2 separate regions of the Sus scrofa genome follow, and region 1 is linked to region 2. The links are chromatin contacts, called in public Hi-C maps. All regions are on one chromosome and are shown on one strand. Each heading gives the region's core, a stretch centred on a gene start, on an enhancer-like site or on the middle of the called end of the contact. The rest is flanking DNA. Distances are from core to core; before and after follow the strand shown.

The links. A called contact is a pair of places that touch in the nucleus more often than the background predicts.
Region 1: a contact with region 2 is called in a Hi-C map of embryonic fibroblasts, with 2.3 times the contacts expected there. The contact joins the enhancer-like site here to the promoter of RBMS1 in region 2. A contact is called at or near these places in 1 of 5 promoter capture datasets (fetal liver), 3 of 47 Hi-C or Micro-C datasets (embryonic fibroblasts, fetal heart ventricle and fetal skeletal muscle) and 1 of 2 datasets of contacts at active chromatin or transcription factors (alveolar macrophages).

The regions. Positions count from the first base shown.
Region 1 is chr15:67,815,023-67,817,915 of Sscrofa11.1, reverse strand. No RefSeq gene overlaps it. Among named protein-coding and RNA genes, the nearest start is that of TANK, 150 kb to the left of the region's middle. Within about 2 kb of position 1,430, at least 33 of the 83 cell types and tissues checked have an H3K27ac peak or open chromatin away from gene starts, as enhancers often do. A contact at or near this core is called in alveolar macrophages and embryonic fibroblasts, where this site is marked.
Region 2 is chr15:67,408,000-67,410,865 of Sscrofa11.1, reverse strand. It overlaps RBMS1 (RNA-binding motif, single-stranded-interacting protein 1), which reads left to right and starts at 1,439. Exons shown (of 14, transcript XM_003133427.6): 1 at 1,439-1,999. The coding sequence starts at 1,925. LOC106506256 (a long non-coding RNA gene) reads right to left here and starts at 1,626. Exons shown (of 3, transcript XR_001301448.2): 1 at 1,514-1,626.

The sequences.
Region 1 (2,893 bases), core at 181-2,680, 410 kb before region 2:
ATTAGATGTTAATTTAAAATTGAGGCTTTCAACACTAAAAAGTACTGATTATGCTGATACAGTTACCTTCTATTTTTTATTATTTTTTTGTCTTTTTGCTATTTCTTTTGGGCCGCTCCAGCGGCATATGGAGGTTCCCAGGCTAGGGGTCGAATTGGAGCCTTAGCCACCGGCCTACGAAAGAGCCAGAGCAATGCGGGATCCGAGCTGCGTCTGCGACCTACACCACAGCTCACGGCAATGCCGGATCCTTAACCTACTGAGCAAGGCCAGGGATCGAACCTGCAACCTCATGGTTCCTAGTCGGATTCGTTAACCACTGCACCATGACGGGAACTCCTATAGTTACCTTCCAAAAGCAAATTTTTTTGCTCTATGTAATTATCCCAGCTAGGAAAACTATCGCCAAATAGTCAAATAAAATAAGTGGAAATGAAATGAAATACATGTACAACTCACTGTCAGAACAGGAAAGGATGCTGATCATCAACCCCTTACCCTTAGTTCCATGAAAATATTTTTATTGGCTTAAAAAAGAATATATCATTGTGTGTATTTTTAAAAATCAGAGACATCTTGAATTATCAAAGAAAACTTTACAGAACACTGAAACCTACCAAAAATAGGCTGGGGGAAGTTGAAAGGAAAGCAACATCTGATTGATGGTTAAATTACACAACACTGTCACTTCCTTGACAACTGAAGGACGTTTCTCGTTTGTGTGGAGAAACCTCTGCAGTGTTTGCAACAATAAATTTGTCGGTTTAGTGTATAGCTGAAAATATTCACTAGGGGGCAGCCTCTCACTGAAATGCAAGAGAGACTGCCTGCATCATCTGATTTCAATAAGAAACTGGCCCAGGGAGGCACACATTCTCGGCACAGCCTCTAAAGGGAAATTTATGCATCTATAAAATGTTGAATCAGCACAGTCACTCAGTGGCCAGTAAAGGAAGGAAAAAGTCTTGCATAACATTAAAAGCCCAGCATCAATAGATGCTTAGCTGTATGGACGGTGTGTGCTTTGAACACAAAACCTTTGCTGTGTGTGTGCTGAGCGTTTGGCTACTGTCAGGTTTTTTAAGTCATAGTTGATACACACACACACACACACACACACACACACACACAAAGCCACCATGCAAGTAAACGTTTTATAGTTGGGAAGGAATTGAAACAAGTACGGATTGATTTTTCCTTAACCGCTTAAACCCTAGGTTTAAACTGAATGGAACGCTGTGGCCAGGCTGTTCCTTCACCGCTTCCTGACTTTTGTATGACCCTTTCTACCAACCTATTGTTTTTCCTTTTTGCCACTCTTTCTCTTGCGTTTTATATTCCTCAAGTGATCTCACCTAACAAAATCAACAGCCCGTGTCCCGAGGAGAGTCGTGACTGTGTTTTTTTAACCGGGCTCTGAATGGTCTCAGCATTACTCAGAGGCAATATTTGAAATGTGATACTGCCCAGTTCCTCTGCAAGCCAGCAGGGCTGCCAGGCCTATTGTGTCTATGATTGTAAATGCATCTGAGAGCCCCTGAGCAACTGGTGTGACCTTGTGTGGTCCGGGAAGCTGGGAACTGGGACAGAGCAAGGGTGGCCAGGCACATTGTAACCCAGGACCCACATGCAGCATAAGCTGAGCATACAGATGCTTGTGGAAACGTGGGGGCCACCCCTGCAGCCTGGTATGGAAATGGAGCTTGAGAAGAGGAAAGAAAAGGAATCCGTTAGACTAGAGGTGGGCATCCACAGAAACTAGGGCCCACAGAATCAATAATTATTCCCTAAGCTGGAGGCTAGAACTTGTGGCAGTTAGAAAGCATGGCTGGGTATGGGCTCTCTAGCCAGACTAGAGTTTGAATGCTAGCTCTGTCTATTGCTGGCTGGCTGTCTTTGGGAAGGTCACTTTTTTGTGCCTCAGGTTCTTTGTCTGGAAAAGGAGTGCTTAGAATAGTGCCTGGCACATGAGTTCAATGAAAGCAAACTATTATTATTATTGTTGTTGTTGTTGTTACTGTTATTAGGATGCAGAAATGAGGGAAGAGGACTTCATAAAAAGTCAGTTTCCTCCACTGAAAAATGGGGGTAATAGCAGAATCCACTTTATAGAGGTGTTGTAAGATTTAAATAAGCTACCATATGTGAAGTGCTTAGAAGAGTACTTATCAAATAGTAAGTGCTCAATAATTAGTACTGCTATTAGAAACCTAGATAGAGACAACGCTACTTTCTAAAGAGTTGTGTGAGGAATGCATATGTGTTCACTGTATTGTCATCACCCAGGATGCTCAATAAATGTCTGTTCATTTTATTTCTTAACTTGATAATCCTGTTGCTTGGGTCACTTAGTATCCATGTGTATCAGAGGGAAAACTAATTTCAACAACAGGGAGCAAGAATTTACATATAATCAGTCCTATAAAGCAGTGGGTCAACTATTTGATATCTGGGAGCATCTTTGGCAATCTGAAGATAGCTATGGACTCATACCCTAGGAAAAAGCATACACTTGCACACCATTTTACATACACACTCAGAAGTTTTTAGGCATGTCTTGTAGGGAGTCCATAGGAATCCATGAATCTGGGACGGGGAGGTAGCTAAGAATTCCTGTAAAATACAGAAGAATATAACAGGAAGAGATGATTCTTTTTTTTTTTTTTTGTCTTTTTAGGGCCACACTCGAGGCGTATGGAAGTTCCCAGGCTAGGGGTTGAATCGGAGCTGCAGTTGCTGGTCTACGACACAGCCACAGCAATAATGTGAGATCCAAGCTGCATCTGCAGCCTATACCATAGCCTGTGGCAACACTGGCTCCTTAAGCCACTGATCAAGGCCAGGTATTGAACCCACATCCCCACGGATACTAGTTGGGTTCATTGCCACTGAG
Region 2 (2,866 bases), core at 190-2,689:
CAACATCCAGATTGACATTGACCTCAGCAGGGCCCACCACACAGCAGAAGCTCAAGCAATACTTGTTTCTTTGTAGGATTTGACATAGGTTAACTCTTAATTATTTTTAAGAGAACATGATTTGCCTCCCGGCATATCCAAAAATTTGTTTTTTCACAATGTATAACCCAGAAATTTGTCTAAATCATATAAAGGTGATAAAGGTTTCATTTCACTATTGCATTGTTTTAAAGTACCTTATTAAGCCTTTTGAAATGTAATCAAATAAAAATGTCACTGTTTAACGAAATCATGCATTCCATTTCAGTTTGATTTACCTTTGTGCAACTATGAACACAGACTGTCAGAAAATCAAAATGACAAAACGAAGTGATCAAGGTCTATTTAATAACAAATTAATTTTTCATTACATTTTATTAGATGTGCAAGATCTCCAATTTGAAAGTGCTTTCTTACTTATCCTATTTGTACATTTTAGTATTATCTCTTGTTGCGCTGGAATATAAAAGTCTTCTACAGGCAGCTTAAGGGACCAATTAACTCCATTAAATTATATCCAGTTATGTAGTGAACTGAACCACTGCTGTCTGGGGCTGTCTGGAGCTGTGACAATTAGGAGATGGAGAGAGGCAGAAAGAGATTGATTTTAATATGTCACAGAAGCACACTGCAACAATATGCCAGCGTGACTTTCAAAATGGCCTTAAAATATTCCAAACTCAGGGAGTTTCCTTGCTCCTGAGTGGGAGTTGACAGACTGTCTGGCAGCGTTAGAAAGAGGCAGAGAAAAGCTGATGTCTATATTGTGTCCTCTGATAATAACGTTCTGCCTCTCTGCGGCATCTCCCCCTTAGAAGGATCCGTCTATTTGTTGTGAGGGTGGTGTGGGTGTGTGTGTGTGTGTGTGTGTGTGTGTGTGGTGCGCTTGCGCGCGCACCCGACCGCTTTGCCTCCTCTGGTGCAGAGGGCATGATTTCACCTCTCACATCTGGGAAAACCATACCGAAGGACACTAAACCTCCCAAGGTCATCTAGAAAATTAGTGTTGTGGCCTGAGGGGGGGTGGGAATGGAAGGGACAGAACCCAGGCATTCTGACTCCAGCTTTGTGGTTGGACACCAAATTATTTTCCTTCCCTTGTGAAAAAAAAAGGAAAAAAAAAATCATTGGGGGGGAGAGTAAGAGATTAATCAGATTTCCTTCTCGTTCCCCCTTACCTCCCCTCTCTCTCGAGATAAAAACTCATGAAAGCAAACGAGGTGTCCACTCTGCAGTTCTTAAGCTGTGTCCCCCCCAAATCCAACCCCACCCTTTACCCTCAACACAAAGCGATCCGGACTCCCAAGGTTTCCGCCCGTCCAACCCCGAGCCTGGGAGGTGAGGAGTGGTTAAAACTCAGCCCTCACCTCCAGCCGGTCCCGGCTCCACGGCGCCCAAGCCACGCCCCCACCGCCCTTCCCCCACGGCCTCGGCCCGCCAGCCCCTCTCCCCTCTCCCAATCGGGCGCACCCACCCCAGATGCCGCCTGGCACCGAGCGCAGCCGCCGCCGCCGCCGCCGCCGCAGCAGCACTTTCCACTGGTATTGATCACCTCCTGGCCCCGCTCAGCCTGCTTGCCGGAGCGGAGCGCTGCCAGAGCGCCAGTCCTTGGCAGCCCCGGAGCAGTTGGGCTCCGGGAGGCAACTCCTTGGGAGCGCCCTGTCCGGGGTGCCCTCTGCGCTCTGCAGTGTCTTTCTCTGTGCCTGGGAGAAGAAGGAGGAGGAGGAGAGGAAGGAGGAGGAGGAGGACGTCTGGTCCGGGCTGGGAGGTGGAGCAGCGGCAGCCGCCGCCGCCGCCGCCGCCGGAAAGGGAGAGGCAGGAGAGATCGAGACTTGGAAACCTCAAAGTGCCCGCGACCCTGCACGGCAGGCTCCCTTCCAGCTTCATGGGCAAAGTGTGGAAACAGCAGATGTACCCTCAGTACGCCACCTACTATTACCCCCAGTATCTTCAAGCGAAGGTAAGGGGGAGCGGGAGACAGGGGACCCGGGAGGAGGGGACGCCGGGGGCGCGCGCTGCTCGGGCCCGGAAGGGGCGCGCGGCTAGTCCCCGCCGCCCCCGGCGGAGTTGCTGGAAGGTTGCTAACTATAGCGCTGGCCTGGGCGAAGCCAGGCTGCGCGCCGGGCGGCGGCTGCCCGCGGAGCGGAGTGCGGGGATCGGGTTACAGAGAGCCGCGGGGGGAGAGACTAGACAGGAAAGAGCCGCCGGCCCCTTCCTGGCCTGGGAGGCGGGGAGGGTCGCGAGCCGAGCGGCGCCCCTCGTCGAGCGTCTGCTGCTGGGTCGCTGACGCCTGGGGCCCGTGCCCGGCCCCGCCGGCGGCGCGGATCTTCGACCACCTTCTCCTGGGCCTCGCGTGGCGAGCAGCAACTCTCGGTTTCCCTCCGAGTGGCGCGGAGCCTCCCGCCCCCGGGGACGCCCCTCAGCCTCCCGCGCGCGCGGTGACTGGGGCTGGAGGGGTTGGGGGTGGGGGGGACGGGACTTTTCCCTCCCCGCCTCCGGCCCTGCGCGCCCGCCCCTCGCGTTGATCTTTGTGCGGTGTGGCACTTCACCTGGTTACTGATTTCTACTTTTACGCTGGTGTTTTGGGTAGAAAAGTGGCCAAAGTTCACTCAGCGTTCATTGATGTCCCTTTAATCTTCCCTGTAGCTTTTGCAAAGGACGGACAATGGGCATATTTCGGTGCAGAGAAAGAAGTGACTTCGTATTTAGTTTAGAAAAATACTACCTTATATGTTTACCACCGATCGATTTCCAGTGGTGCTTTCTCAAAAGTGGCCTTGTCACACTCTTGGGTGACACAGCAGATGACATGTTGCATACAGATTGC